Linked DNA regions of Mus musculus: region 2 is linked to region 1. Evidence: chromatin contacts called from public HiChIP or PLAC-seq data. All regions are on one chromosome and are shown on one strand. The core of a region is the stretch at or near the end of the contact, and the rest is flanking DNA. Distances in the headings are between cores, read along the strand shown.

What was found. HiChIP or PLAC-seq counts read pairs in DNA pulled down with a chosen protein or histone mark.
Region 2: an H3K4me3 HiChIP or PLAC-seq map of forebrain shows a contact between it and region 1, with 4 times the contacts expected there. The contact joins the enhancer-like site here to the promoter of Trim9 in region 1. A contact is called at or near these places in 16 of 39 promoter capture datasets (the 3T3-L1 cell line, 3T3-L1-derived adipocytes, the C10 cell line and 10 more), 6 of 484 Hi-C or Micro-C datasets (the HPC-7 cell line, cerebral cortex, cranial neural crest and 3 more), 5 of 115 datasets of contacts at active chromatin or transcription factors (PVALB interneurons, embryonic forebrain, embryonic stem cells and 2 more) and 2 of 9 other capture datasets (adipose tissue and liver).

What each region holds. Positions count from the first base shown.
Region 1 is chr12:70,343,619-70,349,367 of GRCm38.p6, reverse strand. Trim9 (tripartite motif-containing 9) reads left to right here and starts at 1,754. Exons shown (of 14, transcript NM_001286388.1): 1 at 1,754-3,021. The coding sequence starts at 2,200.
Region 2 is chr12:70,248,957-70,254,492 of GRCm38.p6, reverse strand. Trim9 (tripartite motif-containing 9) reads left to right here. Exons shown (of 14, transcript NM_001286388.1): 10 at 2,009-2,050; 11 at 2,450-2,473; 12 at 3,233-3,536. Among named protein-coding and RNA genes, the nearest start is that of Gm38467, 20 kb to the right of the region's middle. Within about 2 kb of position 3,087, at least 53 of the 459 cell types and tissues checked have an H3K27ac peak or open chromatin away from gene starts, as enhancers often do. A contact at or near this core is called in the HPC-7 cell line, hematopoietic stem and progenitor cells, neutrophils and 1 more, where this site is marked.

The DNA.
Region 1 (5,749 bases), core at 505-3,004:
CTTCCCAACAAACGGCAGTCATCTGGAAAGCTCTCTAGGAGGGATCGATGTGCTAGTTCCTGACCAAATAGATCTAACAGTTAATTCACCTCAAGCTATTTCCTAATTGACCAACTGTTCTATAAATCTGTATCGGATTGAGGCTATTTGTGTCTGACACCAAATCAGACCATTGGACATGCCCTCAAACTACCCACCCTTTCCCGTGAACCAAGCATAGCCTGTCTGCTAATCACCAGACCTCTTACATGGTATTCTGTGGTAGGCAAAACCCAGACTTGGGAAGAATGACACTCTTTACTTTGCTAGCCAAGGTTTCTCTGACTTGCGCAGGTGAATACAAAATACACGAAAGGATTGTAACATACACGGGCATGGATGCCCCTTTCTTCTTAAGAATTAACTACTTAACATGAGCAAAGTGTCTTTGGACTAATAGTCTATATATCCTGCACTAATATAGATGATGCCCCAATCAAATCTTAAGAAACACTTTGCCTATAAACAGACTGCATATAACATTAGCAGCTCCGGTCTCAACTAATTAAAATGTGGGTTAGGAATAAACCCTGTAGGATCTGTGACTAACATAGTTTTAAATAACAATGTGAATTTTCCTCCCACACAACCAATGATCAACTACTGTAATCATTGTGCTAAAAAATATATTTGCAAGATAATTCAATTTATTTGTACTATTTCTCCAAAATCAAGATTATAGAAAGTACTTCTTTTCTCTGGGAAAAAAAAAAGTGCTTTTAAATTATAAAGTAAGCTATGAATAATTGTTATCTTCTGGAAATTGAAAATTTGGAAGATCCCACGAACTTGAAAACCATTTTTGTCACTTGCTTCATGAATCACTCGGAAAATTAACTATGTATGCTCCCAAGATAAATTACTTCCTTGGAATGTCACTAGATTCAAAGATTCTCCCCCATTGAGTAGCAGGCTGATATCTTTATTCAAAGATTCTATCATTGTCATCATTTCAAGGGTTATACAGGCAAGAGGCAGGACTTATTATCTCTAGCACCGTTTGGGGGAAAGAGAAATCGGTTAGAATATAAGGGCTATCACTGGATCCCTCGTTATCTTACAGAAGCAGAAATAATATCCCACCCCTCTTCTGGAATTTATGGTAGATGCTAAGGGCATGTGACATTGGATAATATTGTTTGGAATCTTCAGTACCATAGCGATTCGTTCACATAGCTAGTTAACAACCGATAAACACTCAGAAATACACAAACACTGCCTGACTCAACTCAACTAACCTTCCTGGGGCCTCTCGAAAACTGGGGGATGGAGCTTCGGGAGGTTGGGGAGGGTGAGAGGTACCTTTGCTCCAAGGCGTAGGGCCTCCGCACATTTAAAGCATGTAGCGATGGTGGCACAGCTTTTGGGGGAATGCTGAGCCTTTGCCTCGGGTAGGGAAAAAGCTACCAGGGATGCAGAAAGGGGACACTGCAGCCATGGCACACCACCATCTTCCCTAAACACCAGAGATGCGGGCGCTCCAGCTGCTTCTGAGGGTTGGAGAAAAGCCCAAAAGGCTCCAGGAAGGCTCGGGGGAGGTGCTGGCTCTACGCCAGCAGCGGAAGGAGAAGGGGTGGGTCGGCATGCAGACCAAAGCTGGAAGGCAAGCGCCAAGCGCTGGCGACAGGCAGCAGCAGCCCACTCGCGACCGGGAGGGGTTCTCACGCCCCCTGCTCCGGGGTGACTGCACCCGAGCTCAGAAGGAAGCGTGGAGGGGGGTAGGAAAGGATGAATCATCCCGCCCCACTTCTTCTCGGCTTGCGCCAGCCCCCTCCTAAAATCCCGCAGCAGCCAGCAGGCGATGCCGGGGCTCCAGCTCCGACTCATAGAGCCCTCAGCGACCTGCAGAGGAGAGGAGACGGACAAGGCGGGAGGCCAATAAGAAAGCAGCTCTCACGGCCACCGTCCGATGAGCCTCCGCTCCCTGGCGGGGCGGGGCTAGCAGTGGGAAGGGGGCGGACCCGGGCTGGCGCGCAGCGCGGAGGCTCGGTGGCTCACAGAGAGAGCGCATCCTGGGGAGTCGGCGCCTAGGCGACCGGGGAAGGCGCCACCACCGCCGCCGCTGGCCAAGGTGCTGGCCACCACAGGCCCATCGGCTGCTTCGCCAGGTCAGGCCCCCTCCGCCGCAGCCGCTGCTGCCTCGCTTCCAGCCAGGTCCCCATGGAAGAGATGGAAGAAGAGTTAAAATGCCCTGTGTGTGGCTCCTTCTATCGGGAGCCCATCATCTTGCCCTGCTCTCACAATTTATGTCAGGCGTGCGCCCGCAACATCCTGGTGCAGACCCCGGAGTCCGAGTCCCCCCAGAGCCGCCGGGCCTCGGGCTCTGGGGTTTCTGACTATGATTATCTGGACCTGGACAAGATGAGCCTGTACAGCGAGGCGGACAGCGGCTATGGCTCCTACGGAGGTTTCGCCAGCGCCCCCACTACCCCGTGCCAGAAGTCGCCCAACGGCGTCCGCGTTTTCCCCCCTGCTATGCCGCCACCGCCCACCCACCTGTCACCGGCTTTGGCCCCTGTGCCCCGCAATTCCTGCATCACCTGCCCCCAGTGCCACCGCAGCCTCATTCTGGATGACCGGGGGCTCCGCGGTTTCCCCAAGAACCGCGTCCTGGAAGGGGTCATCGACCGCTACCAACAGAGCAAAGCCGCGGCCCTCAAGTGCCAGCTCTGCGAGAAGGCGCCCAAGGAAGCCACGGTCATGTGTGAACAGTGCGATGTCTTCTACTGCGACCCTTGCCGTCTGCGCTGCCACCCGCCCCGGGGTCCCCTAGCCAAACACCGTCTGGTGCCCCCGGCCCAGGGCCGCGTCAGCCGGCGGCTGAGCCCGCGCAAGGTCTCCACCTGCACAGACCACGAGCTGGAGAACCACAGCATGTACTGCGTGCAATGCAAGATGCCCGTGTGCTACCAGTGCCTAGAGGAGGGCAAACACTCCAGCCACGAAGTCAAGGCTTTGGGGGCTATGTGGAAATTGCACAAGGTGAGTCCTATGCAACCCACCCCTGACTCCCCGCGCCCTAGGGTCCTCCAGATTTGCAGCACTCGGTCCCTCCTAGGGTGACAGCGCATCCCAGTGGGGGCGCAGTGCAAGTGCCTTCGGCGTCTGCCTTGAGATCTGGTGCATTGCAGGAGGCTCAGGGGACGTTTGAGGCGACGCAGGGAAGTTGAAGGTCTCCAGAGAGTGGTTGTAGGAATACCTTAGCACGGGTCTCCCTTCCCATGCATTCTGCCTGTGAGCTGGGCCTAAGATGCCCCCTCTTTAGTCTGCAGCCTATCTATGGTCGCCACCACCATAGGGCAAAGCCTACTTGGTTTGACGGAGGCTCGCGGGTGGCAGAGGCCTCCGGGCATGCGCCTCTACAGGGTGGGCTGAGGGCTTGGGAGACTAGGGCAGGTCGGGGCAGTGGGGTTGGGTAGACCTCAGGGGGCTATCTCAGCAAAGGAGACAGAAGCCCTGATGCACAGCGGGGGCGGGGAGAGACTCCGTGGCTGGAATACTGATGAGTTGGCTCTGAGCTGGACCTGACTCTGCTGAAAGAGAAGCAGGTCTGGGTGCCCAGAACTCCTGTGGTCCTATGGCATACAGTCTAGGCCTTAACCCTCGAGGGTGGGGACCTAAGGCTGAAGCAGAAGGACCAGAGTTTTCTGAGCGGTCGCGTACTAAAACCATCCTTCTCTCCAAACCTTTATTCCACCAGGGTTCAAACCTTTTCCCTTTCAGTAGCTGCGTGTACAAACTTTGAGACACCTGTTAGCAGAATTCCCTTTTGGGTCCCCTTTGATAGGGTCTCTCCCCGGGCTACCGAGAAAGAATGCTATTGACATGTTGTCTTGGGACTCCTCTACTCTGATGGCTTCGTGTGATTCTCAGACCATTCTTAGAACATTCTAGCAAAGCCTACTTGACGTGTTCCTCTTGTCCTCTTCCGCTGATTGACCCTGACTCTCTGCTTCTGTGTTTCTTGCTGTTCCTCAGCCAACCCCCGGGACCTTCCCTTGGCCTAAGCCTTTACATTTGTGTGTTCTTTCCCGAGATTCTCTTCCCCAGTGCCTAGACAGGGCAACCCTCCCTTATCTCATTAACTTTGTTCAGACGTGTTAAGCCCAGATGGAGACTGCAATGACCATTTGATGACCACATGCTTCAGACAGTCCTTTGTTCCCCGTTTTATTTTTCTCAGTAGTATTTATCACCATGATAACATGCACATGCTAATTATGCTGGCTTTGTACTTATCTATTGCTCCTTCCCCCACACGTACAAAACAAGATAAGCTTTGTGAGGAAAGAGCTCTTTTTTATTATTAGATATTTTCTTCATTTACATTTCAAATGTTATCCCGAAAGTCCCCTATACCCACCCCTCTCCTGCTGCCCTGCTCCCCTACCCACCCACTCACTCCTGCTTCCTGGCCCTGGCATTCCCCTGTACTGGGGGCATATAATGTTCGCAAGACCAAGAGCCTCTCCTCCCAATGTTGGCCGACTAGGCAATCTTCTACTACATATGCAGCTAGAGACACGAGTTCTGGGGGGGGGGGGGTACTGGTTAGTTCATATTGTTGTTCCACCTATAGGGTTGCAGACCCCTTCAGCTCCTTGGGTACTTTCTCTAGCTCCTTCATTGGGGACCCTGTGTTCCATCCAATAGATGACTGTGAGCATCCACTGAAAGAGCTCTTTTTAATAACATGTTTATGCTGCTTAGAAGGAAGGAGACCACTTTGCAGAGATGTGCTTTAAGTCAACTTTACTTTTCAAGTATACCATTTGGGGGGGGTGGCGTCGGTGGGTGGGCTGCCCAGCATTGTCAAAGGAGAAATTATCTTTACACCACTTTAATTTTGAAAATTAAAAACAATAGTTCTCAGACATGATTTCTTCATAGTGTGATTCTTCATCCAAACTCGTGACTGTAGTCAGGACATAGTTGGTCTAGAGTGGAATTTCTCTACAGAGTATCGAAGAAATGAATGGCCCTGCCTGGGCAAAGACCGTACTGCTACATGTTAATTGGAATGGTATGAAACACAACATGTGTGTTCATGAAGAAAAGCCCCCCTCTGTCCACAAAGACCAAAAGGAACCTTCAAATCTCTGCTAAGCTCCATGTACAGTTGAAATGTCAAGCTGTTTGTTAAGCCCGATAATGCAAATTGTGGGTAGACATTATGGTTGAAAGTTTTATATCTGCTTAAAAATAATGAGAAATGGAATAAATGGCTAGAAGACCATGACTGGATTTTGGCACATTTTTTTCCAGAAAAATAAATCCATTTCAATTTGTTCAGTCAATATCAGAGTGACTAAATGGCCTGGAAAAGTTGAATGGGGAATGATAGATTTTAATACTCATTTTTTTAGAAAAGCACCTAACATTATTTCTTAATTTATTTTTCCCTAACAAGCTAATACAGTATTGCTGCATTGCCCACAGCTAGACTCTGTCCTGGTATTTCTGTCTCTGAACATGCTCCCAGGCAAGAATTGCTATGACCTTTAAAACACAGGAGAGCAAAAGGCTCTACCTCCTTCCCTCGGAGTCTGGGCACTGAGTTATGAATGGTTTCATTCATATTCTGTGATAGTAACCATTTCTACTGCTGAAGAAAATCCTGTGAATAAATATCCGTTAGGCACAGGCCATTATCTTACATAGGCAAGGCAAAATAGTTTTCAAGTAGTTTTAATAGTGGTTAAAATTTATC
Region 2 (5,536 bases), core at 1,838-4,337, 96 kb after region 1:
TACAGAGCAAGGAAAGCAAAAGCCTGCCATGTGTGTATTGGCAGAACTGCAGGCTTACAGCAGATCACTTTCCTAGCAAAGGGCAGGGACCACTGGTGGCTAAATTAGAAACTGTTCAGTTGTGATACCTATGGCCAACGAACGAACCTATAGTCAAAACAGGTTGCCCCAGAAAGTTGCTCACAGCCAAGATGTAACCAGGCTTACCGTTGATTCCTGGGGAAGCTAGACTCATGTTACTTTGCGGTGAGCTTTGTCTAGCAAACGGAATCTTCAAATTCCTAAAATGCAGACCTCTTTTGATCTCTTCAGGACTATATTGTAATCATGGATACACACGATGCACATCTCACGTTTCCAAGCCTTTCTTTTGGGTTTTATTTTATTCCTTTGGTTCATCCCACATCCCGGAATGAAGAAGGCCACAGCATGACAGTGCAATAAAGGATGCAGGGACTTCAAGCTCCCTTGAAAAGTGGCGGGGTTTTTTTTTCTCGTGTTTTACGTTTCTCCTTGTTTTTCTGTGCACTGCTGGCTTTCCCACATGCTCTGTTATGAAGCCCTTTACCTGTCTCTAATGTACCACGATACTGTTACAGTCCTTGTAATGTACACTGTCTCAAGAATAAAATGAAATGAAATGAACTGTGGGGTCTGGGTGTTGGCAGGTGGATTGAATGGCCTGGTTCTATCGAGCTGTATCATTGAATCTTAAATGTACAATGTTGTGTTTAAATTAATGGGAAAAGAGTTCAGAAATGTTTGGTTTGGTTTTGTTTTTTTCTTAAGACTCCAAAAGGCATGATTCATTTGAAAAATCTTGAAAGCCCTATTCAGATTCCACAAATTTGCTTCCAAACCTGGATACTAAATTTGGTTTTTAAAATTCTTTCTATTCCGTACTTACTGTGCTCCTATTCATAGGGAGAAATCAAAAAGACAGTTGGCAGAAATTAAACATAAAAATCAACCATGAGCTGGAAGAAAGCGGATGTATCCCAGAACAAAGTAATCCAGGCCAGAAGGTGGTTCTAATATTGAAATCTGTGTACTCGGGCCTCTTTGATAACAAGTTGCCGTCTTAGTTCTTGTAAAATCAAGTCAGCACTTGTCCTTTCTACTTTATTAGAAATTAGCTCATAAAGGCCACACTTAATTTGGAAACAGAACAACGTGATTCTCTCCCCCAAAGACTCACATCTCCTAGACCAGCCTCAGCACCACTGCGAACTGTAGGCCATGCCCCTGAGTTCATTTAAGTCTGAATCTCTTTTCTCTGCCTTGATGGGGCTTCTCATCAGTAGGGCAGCCAGGTTTGCTGGGAAGACGAGAGTAGAAAAAGTCCCACAAGAAGCCATTCCTGTATAGCTCTAAGCCCATATTCCACCCCTACACTAGCCTTCTTCCCATCCTTCAAGTGAGAAGAGCTGCTGTAGCAAAGCTAAACTAAGAAGGAAAAGAAATACCTTCATGTTTATAACACTCAGGTCATGCCGCTGTTAATCGCTGTGAGGCGTCTTTTAGTGGGTGCACTGGATTCCACTCTCCTTTATATGCGGACCGTTTGCCTTAGGCTCATCCCAGCAAACCTAGGGCATATCGGTAAACTGTTGACGCAGAGCAGAGTTGTTCCTACCTGGTGATTTCTTCCACTTCTATTGAGCAAATTTGTCCTCATCTTTAAAAGAGTCGACCTCCTCAGTTTGCAAGTGTTACTATACAAAACTGAGCCAGGAAGATAAAGAAAATTTAAGCCGCAACATTTACAGTCGACTAAACAAAGGTTTTTGTTTGGAAAAGACCTTTGTGTTTGGAAAGAGCACAAAAGCAATTTATACTGAGCAAAGAAAATGATAAAAGGAGCTTTGGTTTTTGGGTTTTTTTGGTCTTTTTTCATGAATCAGGCCTCTGGGGACTATATTTGATTGGTGCTTTCTAAACAAATGCAAATAATTTTTATCAACCCAGTTGTCACTTCATAGCCTTGATGTGTAGTATCTTTTTATAGGCTGCAATTTTGAGACACAATCTGCATCCTACTCTCAATTAGGCAAGTATACCTACTGTAATTGTTACCTTCTGCCTGTGTGACTGCTATGCTCAATTTCCTTTGCAAAATAAATGGTGGCTTTTGTCATGTCAATAAAATTCTCCAAATGTCATTCTAACTCCACTATAACTGTTTTCAATTTCTTAGAAAAAAAGCCTGTCTTTTTTTTTTTTATGTTATATTTCAACCCCATCCCCTTTTCTTCTGCATCACTGCAAACCACTGTTTCTGAGTGGTAAATGTCAGTGGAGGCACAAGGCAGGCCTGCTGTTGTTGTGTATGTAACGTGCCCAATGGATCCCTTGTTGGTATTAGTCTATCAAAGGAAACATGCTTTTTATCAATGTCAATCTCGCTCCCTGTTTCTCTCCCCCATGCCTTTCACCGGAATGACAACAGTTGACATTAAAAAGCTGTTGGCAGGTATGGAACACCATTACTCTCTTACAAAAAGCAGAGCGGAAGTGCATGTGAAGTGGCTACGGGGCTCTGTAGTGCATCAGCACTCTCACCCCTCAGAGAACAAAGGACTATGCTTTGTAGAAAATATGCAGAAGTTGGGGCACAGCTGTGTGTATAAGAACCTCATCTTCTCTACACCCAATGTCCAAACTGCTTCTACCATGTACATTACGCGCCAGCTCTAGGAGTAACGCTTTTTGATAAGTTATAAAGGAAGCAACCGGCCCTACATGCAAGTCACTGTTGCACATGAAACCTGGTTCACGAGAGGCAGTTTCCCGTGCTTCTGCCTAAGCGTATTTCCTGATTTCACGCAGTGCTTTATCCCTCCTCTATCCAGGATTGTAGATCTAGCCTCCCTGCCTCAGGGCCACACAGACACCCTAGCATATCCCTCACCCTTTATGTCTCTGGCACACTATCCTGCCAGTCACCAGATGAAGGGACTTGATGGTACTTCAGTCCCGGATCAGCTGGTTTGGAAGTGCAGTCTGAGCCATGTAACCTCTGCTGAATGGGTCTTGTGTCCTCTGTCTGTTCCTGGTGCAGAGTTTCAACTCCCAGGACACGCCCCATCTGCTCACTCACGGTGACTCTGGCCCCAAATACTTCCTTCCTGCATGGCAGCATGAGAACTCGACACTGTGTGCCACAGTGCCCAGAAGCATGCTACAATCCCAAGGCTTTACTAAAAACTCACCTCCCTTCTGTTGTTCCCAGTGGCTTGGTTTGCTTTTGACCCCGGCTCGGCCCACTCCGACATCATCTTCTCCAATGACAACTTGACAGTGACGTGCAGTAGCTACGATGACCGGGTGGTGCTGGGGAAAACCGGCTTCTCCAAAGGCGTCCACTACTGGGAGCTGACCATAGATCGCTATGACAACCACCCTGATCCAGCATTTGGCGTGGCTCGCATCGATGTGATGAAGGATATGATGTTAGGGAAGGACGACAAAGCTTGGGCAATGTATGTGGACAATAACCGGAGCTGGTTCATGCACAACAACTCGCACACCAACAGGTACCCTGCAGCCCCACGCCAAGCCTTCTTCATGGTGGCTTGGGTTGAAAAGGAGGAGCCTAGTTCAATAGCCTATTATAGAGACAGCATTAGGGAATGGGACGCACAGTCTTTATTGAGTAGGAAGTCCTGTGCTGCATAATCTCTTAGCTCAGTCCACTCTACTGCTTTCCACGTAGCATAGAGATAGAGTTGTGTACCTTCCGCTTGGCCCTTCATTATTAAATTCCACCCAGGTCACAAAAGACAATCCCTGGGCATATCTATTATAGACAAACAACCCAGGATCTGGAAACCCAGACCTAGGACTTACCAGAAAAGTGTTTTGGGCCAAGGTACTTCTTCTTCTTCTTCTTCTTCTTCTTCTTCTTCTTTTTTTTTTTTTTTTTCTGAATTCTGGTTTGTCAATTCTCCAAATTCATATAATAATATGTTTCCATGCAGGAGAGGTCTGAAGACTACATGAGATGAGATTTGCAAAAATGTCTCCCGTTGGAAGTGCCTGGAAATGGAAGCCATTGTTCTAACAGTTATTATCAGCAATACCGCTTCTCAGAATAGAAGCCATTAGCGAAACTTGGTGTTAGGGATGCCAGTCCGGATAGCTTTATATGAGAACTCACTTGTTCTTGTGAGAAGCAGAACAGCCAGTCTGCTGAGAAAGGGAATAGAGTATCTATCTCCTTAAGTAATGTTCTCTATCACCAAAATATAGACAATTTTAACTTAATATACCCTATATAATCTCCCTTTTTATTTGCAGTCTCTTCAAATGTATTTCATTGTTTCTGGGCCAAAGCTGTCTTTTCATGACACTGGTCTGTCTTAATCACCCCCCCAGGAAACATTCTCTTTGGTGGCTCTGGGGGTGGGGTGGGGGGGATCCAGTTATGTTCAGTGAGATCAAAGGAAAAGCAGGCCCAACAGGGGCAGAATAATGACCTCACTCTCTCAGCTTCTCCTGTCAGTCACCACTGATGCTTTGCTAGTCAGTAGATTCTTAGAGCTTCCCAGCCCTCGGACATCCTCTGTCCTGCTCCATTCATGTCTGTTTTATTGGCTATCCCTTGAAGTAAGCACACAAAGCATTTTATATTGATATCAAATCCAAGTGGCTACAGATAGCAGGTCTCTTCAGCAGTTCACACTGGGGGTACTCTGTGACTAGCTACCTGATAGCATCACCCGTGCACTTGTGATCAGCCTCTTGATTCTGGAGCGCAGGGGTAAATAGGATCACCCCCATCGCGGCGATGCAGAGACGCACATTTCAGAAGCCGAACACATCTTGCATGCTAACTGAATGTCGCTTGTGCTGTCGCTGACAGGCTTGTAAATAGCAAGATTGCCTGTGGTGGTGTCCAGTCTGTCTTCTGCATGCAGAAGAAAGGAGTGATGTTTATAAATGTCTGTGCTCTGCTGAGATAGGATTCAGTTTTGCTAGCTTTCACACTGATGAGAGAAGACAGATCTGGCTATCTGTCCCTGATGGTGCTCTGCAGTCAACAGCTGCATCAAAAGACATAGTTCTTTGTAAGGTGGTGTTTATACTCGGATCTCTGGAAACCACTGAACTCCCTATAGTATAATTATGTCTCAGGAAGGTATCCCCTTCAATGCTGTCATTTTACAGAGAGAATCTAATGTCTTCATTCAAAGTCATTGTGCTGAAAGATTAGCATCTTTCCAGAGTGAGTTCCACTACTCCATGGAAAGCAGAAGGCTCTGAGTCCAGTACCTATCATATGTCCTGGGTTCGACCTAAGTACTTCTTTATTGTGACTTTCTGATTAAGTCATTTTGTAATAAATGCTGTTAGAGTCACACTGTACATGCTAAGTGCAGAGCAGAGCTGATGCCCTGTGGTAGCCAAAAGGCTGTTTGGGCTCAGTCTTGGTATTGTCTTCTGCTGTAGCTCAGTAGCAGAAAGTCCATTTATAACAATTCTCTCTCAGCAAGGCACAGTAAACAAGAGACTGTCATGAGAGGTGGCCGTCTCT